Regions from separate parts of the Rattus norvegicus genome. Here region 1 is linked to region 2. Evidence: chromatin contacts called from public Hi-C data. All regions are on one chromosome and are shown on one strand. The core of a region is the stretch at or near the end of the contact, and the rest is flanking DNA. Distances in the headings are between cores, read along the strand shown. Region 1 holds the start of Mn1 (MN1 proto-oncogene, transcriptional regulator). Region 2 overlaps LOC102552958 (a long non-coding RNA gene).

Region 1 (3,602 bases), core at 860-3,359, 130 kb after region 2:
CTGAAAACAGGTTCAGAATATGGGTGCATGCTCCGGTTCTCTAGCCGATGGATAGGGTACTCAAACTGCGCGTGTTGGCTGGGCAGCATGGGGCCCCCGTCCTGCAGGCCGCCACTGGGTGTGCCAGCCTCACCCTGCTGGGGCCGCGGGAGCGCAGGAGGGCAAGAATTCTGTCGGACCAGAAGCCCAGGTGGTGGCGGTGGCTGCTGCTGCTGGGGCTGCTGCTGCGGGGGTGGTGGGGCCTGCTGGGGAGGCTGCATTAGCGGGTGCCTGGAGCCCACTGCAGGCTCCAGACCCACAGGCATCTTCCGGGCCCCGCCAAACCTCTCGAAGAACACTCCGTGCTGCGGTTGCTGCTGGGGTGGTGGTGGCTGCGGTGGCTGACCGTGCATTTTGGACAAACCCACCATGCCTGAGGCTCTGGGCATGGCTGAAGCACCCGGGAAAGCGCCCCCGGGAACCTGGCGACCCGCAGCATAATGTGGCAGCTGCCCTTCAGAGTCAGAGGGTGAAAACATGTCAAAATGTCCTGAGGGCGGCTCGCTCGGGTAATTGTATTCCAGCGAATCTACGGCTCCTTGGTTCGTCACCCTCCGGGGTTCCAAGCTGTGAGAATCCGAGCCGCTAGAGGCGGACAGGCCATGGAAAGAGGCAGCCCGGTTAGGGCTCTGGTCCAGCGGCAGGCACGGGGCAGGCACAGCGTGGCCCGAAGTGCCCGAACTGTGGAAGTCCGGGAGGTTTCCTGGCCGCTGCGGGCCGAAGCCCTCCGGCCCCTGGCTCTCCGCCATGTGCTCGTAACTCTCTGCGAAGGGAGGCTGGCTGCCGAGGCCGCTCGCTGCACCTCCATAGCCAAGCAGCCGGCCCCCGTGCAGACATGAGGCACCTGGGTCCGGACCACCGAAGTTGCCCCCAAAGTGTGGGTGATGCTGGTGCGGGTGATGGCCTCCAGGATGGCTGTGGTGAGGCTGCTGACCACCGAAGAAGCCGTGCACAGGCTGTGCCTGCAACCCCCCTGCGTGCAGCTCGGAGTGACCGCGCGCATGGAAGCCGTATGGCTCCATATTCAAACCCAAGATCGGGGGTTCGCCCAGAGCGCTTATTGCAGGGTCCACGGGGCCAGGAGGAGGCCCGGCGTGGAAAGCAGGGGCCTTAAAGTGAGCGTTCATACTCAGTCCGGCTTCGTTAAAGTTCCCCTCGCCCTGACCAGCGTGCCGGCTGTTGATCTGGGGCTCGAATTGGTCCAGCCCAAACATACTTGGCGGGGGGGCGGGGGGATCAATAGGGCATGACAGCCTGCTCCGCCGCGCGCCTCCGGCCAGCTACTCGCCTCAGCCGCGGCTCCGGAGCTCCGGGTTCTGCACCGCGGGGCGCAGCGCTCACTGCCGCCCGGCCGAGCGCGCGGGCGCTGGCTAGGAGCTCTCTCCGCTGCTCTCCGGAACCTCAGAGTCGACCCAAGCGGGCCTCTCACGTCTTGCGAGGCCGCGGCGCCTCCTGGAGCCTTGTCGGGGGGCCCATGCCCCGGGCGGATGGCACGGCCGCGGCTGGGTATGCGGAGAGGTGACCTGGAGGCCGAGGAGCTGAGACAAAAAGTTAGGTAGGGGGGAGGGAAGGGGGCGGGAGAGCGGAATGATCACCTTCTGGAGTCCGCGGTGCGGTGGTTGGGGCCGTAGGGGAGCCCCTTGGTCCTTCCCCTGCCCCGAGTCTCCGCGCCCGGGCCGCGCCGGCTCCCGCACCTCCGGTCGGCCGAGGGCGATCGGCGGCGAAAGCTTCAGCGGCTCGGAAGACGGGCTGCTCCGCTCCTCATCGCCGGTGATGGCCCCGCAGCAGGAGATGCGGGCGCTGGAGCGGGAACGCAGGCTGCGGGAGACGCGCGGCTCCGCGGCTCGGGCTCGACCGCCGGTCGCTGCGCGAGTTCGCGGGAGTCTCGGGGCGCGCGCGGGAGGGGAGGCGTGGGGCCGGCGGCTCCTAAGCTGTGGTTCCCGCCTCCGCGCTCCACGGGTCCCCTCGGAGCCGGGAAGGGGCCGCGCGGGCAAGCAGGGCGCGCGGGGCGGGCGAGGCGCTGCGAGGTCCGGGCTCCCGCTCCGCGTCTGCCTCTTGCCGGCGCCGGGAGAAGCAGCAACAAGTTTTGCGTTTCAGCAATCCATTCCAGCCATTACCTCTGCACCAATCAGCGCCTCCCGAGCGGGCCCGGGGGCGGGGCTCGCTCTTAAGGTGGTCCCGGGTCCTGGCTGCGCAGGCCGGGCCACGGACCCGCGCTACTCCGGGTCCCGCGCTACGGCGTTGGGGGTGCGCCCCGGGTGCCCCGGGCTGGGGAGGGCGCGAGCCATGGACGACGGCGGGAGCCAGGCTTTGTCCGTCCCCTTCCCATTCACGCTGTTCCCAACTCCCCACCCCCAACCGGAGCTAGCACGACCTGCCCGGTGGGCAGGGGGCGGGGAGGTGGGCGGTGAGCTGTGCGGGGCGCACAGACAATGGAGTAGCCTGGCAGAGCCCCGGGACGCACCAGGGAAAGTCGCTAAGTGTCGCCTGTGCTGCAGCCCGGGGCGGCGCCCCAGGGAGCGGCCCTGGCAAGTTCACGAGGTGATCGCCGAGAGGAAACACGAAGGTTGTCTCTGGGACCAGAGTCTGGCTCGCTCCTTCCCGAGACTCTCACCGTTCGCGGCTTCCGGTTCTCTGCCGCCGGCTCCACCTGGAAGAAGCCACGCACCCTCGGCCGCTTTGTGGGGACACTTCGGGTGAGCCCGGCGCGTGAGCGGCGAGGCGAGACAATGCGAAACCCCGAGGAGAACGACGCGCAAAGGCGCACAGGGGTGGGGACGGGGGGGGGGGGGGGCGACACCTTGCTGTGGCCACAAGCGCGCAGGCCCAGGCCCTGAAGGGCGCGAAGTTGGCCTCCTTAAAAGATCTATTAAACTAAAGAGGTCAAAGAACGGAATTGGATTGTGATACTAAAATCAATAAGAGTGATTTAATACCTGCCCTATTTCATATGGAATATTTATCCCAATAATCTTACTTAAAACGTTTAGATCTTTCTACTCACGGAGTAGAGGCTGAAATCTATCTTGCAATTAAAAGTTAGAAGTTGGAGGTGATAGGAGGTGGAGGTGTTTATTCTGTGGACGCGCGCGCACCCAAGCGCCAGCATAAGTGTGCGAGTTTTCCTCTGAAAGTGTAAGTAGGGGAGGAGGGGCGGAAAGGCCTTTAATTTTCCTTGCCACGAAATAAAGCGAGACAATTTTGCTGGCAGGCCAGGATTCTTAAAAGAAGAGAGGAAAAGGAAAAAAAAAAAAAACTTTCGCTGAAGTGCCCCGCTATCGCTATTAAATCTAAATAAAATTAAGCATGGTGTATAAAAATGCCTTTTCCCCCCACAAAAGAAAGTGTTTATCGCCCAAGTCTGTCTAGCGTTTGCTAAATTACGCATGAAATCTGAAATGAAATAAACGTTATAATAAAACCAACCCGGAGCCCTTTTTATTTAAAAACCTCAGATTAAGCACTCTACTGTCGTGGGCATGAGTTAAAAGTTACCGTGTCATTCGCGGCCCGATTCATTACTCCCCGGAGCTTCTGAGCAAAGTAACGTTGGAAAATGGGCT
Region 2 (4,134 bases), core at 418-2,917:
ACTACTTTTGGGAGTTCTCTCAACCTTGATGGTGATTGAACCATCCTGACAGCACCCCTGTCCCCAAAAGAACTTTTATTTTAAAATTTAAAGGTTATTTTTCGGTTTATTTATTTTATCTTGTGAGTATGAGCGCTTTGCCTGCAAGTACATGTGTGTGCTGTGTGTGTGCCTGACGCCTACAGAGGCCAGAAGAGGGCATCAGGTCCCTTGGAACTGGAATTACAGAGGGTTGTGAGCTGTCATGCGGGGTGCTGGGGACAGGTCTTCTGCAAGTGCTCTTAACTGCCAGCCCCCCAAACAAACTTTTAGAAGAACTCCATGCACACATAAAATCCAAATCCCCACCTCAGTGCTGTGGGGTCACCACATACGACTTAGGAGGTGTTCTGAGCAGACAAGAGCCCAGGAGAGCTGCTTGTGCAGAGGACTGCCTTGAATACAACAGCCAGGTCCTAGGTACCTGGAGTTCCCACCCCACCACATCCAGCTAGTACTGGTTGGTGCTGAGCTAGGCTCAGTTTCCTTCTGGGGCTTGTGAAGGTGGCCCTTGATGGCCTGTGTTTCCCTGAACTAGGGACTCTTTGAGATCTGTAAGTCTGGCACCCCCAACAGAGAGCTGCACCAGGCCCCTCTACCACCGAAGAATCACAGGTTCAGACAGTCACCCTCCCCCTCCCTCCCCACTCCCTCCCTCTCTCTTTCTCCCATGTTTATTTTTTTAATTCCAGGATGTTTGGTTTGGCCCGGCTCCAGCTCACGGTGTTTTCACTAGGCCATCTCAGATTCCTCCAGTCCCCATCCCGGTTTTTCCTGTAGTGGGGTGGGGAGGGGGATGAGACATCTGTCTTGGGCTTGTAGAAGAACCTGGGTCTTCCAGGCTGCATATTCTGCGCCTGGTGCTGTTCCTGCATCTGAGAACAGAAGGGCTGCATCTGAGAGCTTCCTGGGCTCACCACGGAGAATAGAAAGGTGCTCAGGAAGGACACAGGAAAAACAGGGCACGCGGGACGGGGTGGGGGTGGGTCAGAAATCTCTAATATGGTAAGCTCTGCCGAGATATCAAGGACCCCACAGGACCAGAGGGCTCCTAGGGCACAGTGCCTGTTTCACCAGGCTGAGGTCTCTGGATCTGTCTCCAGCACTACAAATGTTTTCATCAAAAGTCAGGCAAGGTACAGCCCTACAGAGGCTGAAAGAGCAAGAGTACTATTAGAGAATGCCTTCACCCTACAGATGGGGAAACTGAGGCCCAGAGAAGGCAACAAGCTGCTAAGTAGCTCTGAGGTAACTTGAGCCCACCCTGTTCCAGATCCTAGGCTCTATCCCCCTCCTCCTCCCCTTCCCTTTCCCCTACCCTCCTCTCCTTCCCTGCTTCCAGGGAGGAGTGACCTCCTGGAAGCACCCAGGTCACCTGCTGAGCTTCATCACGTGTGTAAAAGTAGCAGCCAGCGTGCCAAACTGCTTTCAGAGCTGGGGCTGCCTCCATAATGGCTTTCTCCAAGAAGCACGGGGGCTCGGGCCTCAGGACCCAGGGGAAAAAATGAGGTTCTTTGCCCAAGGTTGCCCAGGCCTGGGAGAGAAGCTACAGAGCCCCAGCAGCCCTGTCTGGGGCTGGACCCCTCTGCAGCCCCATTCTGGGCCCCAACCCTGCCCGCTCTTTCCCTGGACAATGTAGCCTTTCAGGGCCAGACAAAGGCGAGTTTAAAAGGCGAGAATTGTGTTTCCATGGCGGAGGGGCGGGGGGGCCGCCGGCGGGGAGGGCCCAGCAGCGCAAACCGTGGTGTATTTATGCCCGTCTGACACAACACAATTTGATTTTCCACATAAAAGATCAAATAATATTTCGGTTACAGTTAATTACGCAGCCCAAAAGCCCATCAAAGGCCCCTCCGCATCCACCCAGCCCTTGCTCCGTGGCTCCGCGTGCGCCCAGATTTCACGGCTTGCTTCTCAGAGTCTGCACCCCTGCAGCTCTCCGTTCACAAGGGCCAAGGGGGCCGCTCCAGAGACTACCGGGAGAGTCCCCATCTCTGCACATGATGCCTGATCTCCCCACCAAAATAGCAGCCCAAACGTCTCTCAAGGAATCAAGCTTTCCCGTGCCCCCCAAGCTCCATCTCCCTGTGCTAGAAGAGGAAATGAAACGGGGTCTAAGGAGGTTCAAGAGGTTCGTATGAGCTCATGGAGCCTGCTGCGTCACAGCCACTAAAACCAGGGCCGACATGTCACGTCTAGATGAGAGACTTCTCTCTTTGAAATGGAACTGCAAACTCCCAACCGTGTTTGTTGAATGAATAACTTGATAAAGGAGTGCGGGAGGGAGAGGATGACTATGAGGGAGGAAGGGGAAGAAACGGGGAGGGGAGAGGGAGGAGAGCTAGGCTCTACCCTGGTGATGGCAGCAGTGATGAGGGCCTGTACCAGAGCAGCCTCTTCTCCTCACAGGATGCCCCACAAGCTGACAGGAGATAGTGTTCATACTGAGAGCCCTGCAAGGCCAGGTCTAAGCAGAGGGTCACCTTCGAAGTGAGTCACTGTAGGGAATAATTGGCCCCCTCAGAGCCTCAATTCAGCCTGCACTGCATCGTGAACAATCTTCTCAGTACACACTTGAGAAAACTCTAGAAAGACAGGAACTGAGGCGTACAGACTCTTAATCGGAATATTCACGAGATAAATTCACCAACCCAGACAACAATGGACTCTCAGAGTCAACCCAGAGCAGGGAATTCATGTTGGCATCCTGCCCAGATCTGCTAAAAGGCCCAGAGAGGGTATGCATTCTGCCAAAGATCACACAGCAGCTGAGCAGGCTGGCTTTCCAGAGGTTGGATGCCCTCTGGTGTCCACCCCAGGGTAGCATCACTCTGCCTTTTACAGGTACCGGTGGGGGCTGGGGAGCACTTAAGCTCCAAAGGTTTTTTAGAGCTGAGGACTCAGCTGGTATGTGCCCACACCCACCTTGCATCTTCCTGCGGATCCCCTCCCTCTCTTCAGGACAGCCTGCCTTTAGTGGAGGTCCTACAACCACCCTAGGAAGGATGTTCCTCCTGCAACAAGAAAAGGGAGTGCTTAGAAACTTGGAAACCCCCCAAGAGGAAGCTCTCCAAATGCAACCGGTTCATACCCCAGCCTGCAGATGGAGTTAGGGTCATGCAGAACAGGCCACTTCCTCTCCTGTGCAGAACCACCTTCATTTTCTAGGCTCAAGAGCCTACAGAGCCAAAGAAGGCTCAGACCACAAGCTAGCAACCCAGGTGCAGCAGGGGCACAGTGAGGGCTCCAAGCTATTCTGGGGCACGGCACGGAGGCTCTGTGGTGGCGACCAGCCTGAGTAGCAGCAAAGGTGCTTCCTGTGCATCTTCAGCTGCTGAACCTGCCCTGGGCCCACCACAGCCTTCACTCACCATCACCTGGGACACTGTCACACATGCTTCAGCCCTGGTGTCTGGTATTCTACACCTGGAGACTGAGGTAGCTGATGCAGCCCACCCAGAGGAGCCCACAGGGAGGTTCCAGGTGGAGATTCCTGTAGTGTGTGGAACCTCAGAGAAAAGGAAACCTAGAGCACCACTACTACCACCTCCTCCTCCTCCTCCTCCTCCTCTTCCTCCTCCTCCTCCTCCACCACCACCACCACCACCACCATCATCATCATCATCATCATCATCATCATCATCCCTGGCTGTAGCCCTGTGTGCTCCCGTCCCCAGACCCACTTCTCTCGCCCTGTGAGGGTTAAGGGACACACGCTCTGCTTCTCCACAACACTGTGGGAACTGTGTGTCACTACCTCCTTTGGGATGTTGCATATATCTGTGCTTTGCAAATGGTCATTGAATGCATAAACGAGTGAGATGGTGGATGGACTAATGGATGGAAGGATGGATGGGTGGATGGATGGATGGTGGATGGATGGATGGATGGATGGACACATGGTAGGTGGGTGGATGGACGTGATAAATGAATGGATGTGATAATGGGTAGGTGGGTAGACAGATAAGTGGATGGATGGGGTGGGTGAATAGAGGGAGGTATATATGAATGGCTGGGTAAATGGGATGGATAGTGTGGATGAATGTGATTATGGATGAATCAATGATATGGATGAATGGGTAAATAGATTGATGA

The links. A called contact is a pair of places that touch in the nucleus more often than the background predicts.
Region 1: a contact with region 2 is called in a Hi-C map of Schwann cells, with 4 times the contacts expected there. The contact joins the promoter of Mn1 here to the enhancer-like site in region 2. A contact is called at or near these places in 3 of 12 Hi-C or Micro-C datasets (Schwann cells and liver) and 1 of 1 datasets of contacts at active chromatin or transcription factors (oligodendrocytes).

Annotation. Positions count from the first base shown.
Region 1 is chr12:50,878,686-50,882,287 of GRCr8, forward strand. Mn1 (MN1 proto-oncogene, transcriptional regulator) reads right to left here and starts at 2,110. Exons shown (of 2, transcript NM_001191928.2): 1 at 1-2,110. The coding sequence starts at 1,253.
Region 2 is chr12:50,746,829-50,750,962 of GRCr8, forward strand. The region is part of intron 1 of LOC102552958 (a long non-coding RNA gene); the gene reads right to left. Among named protein-coding and RNA genes, the nearest start is that of Mn1, 130 kb to the right of the region's middle. Within about 2 kb of position 1,668, at least 27 of the 93 cell types and tissues checked have an H3K27ac peak or open chromatin away from gene starts, as enhancers often do. A contact at or near this core is called in Schwann cells, where this site is marked.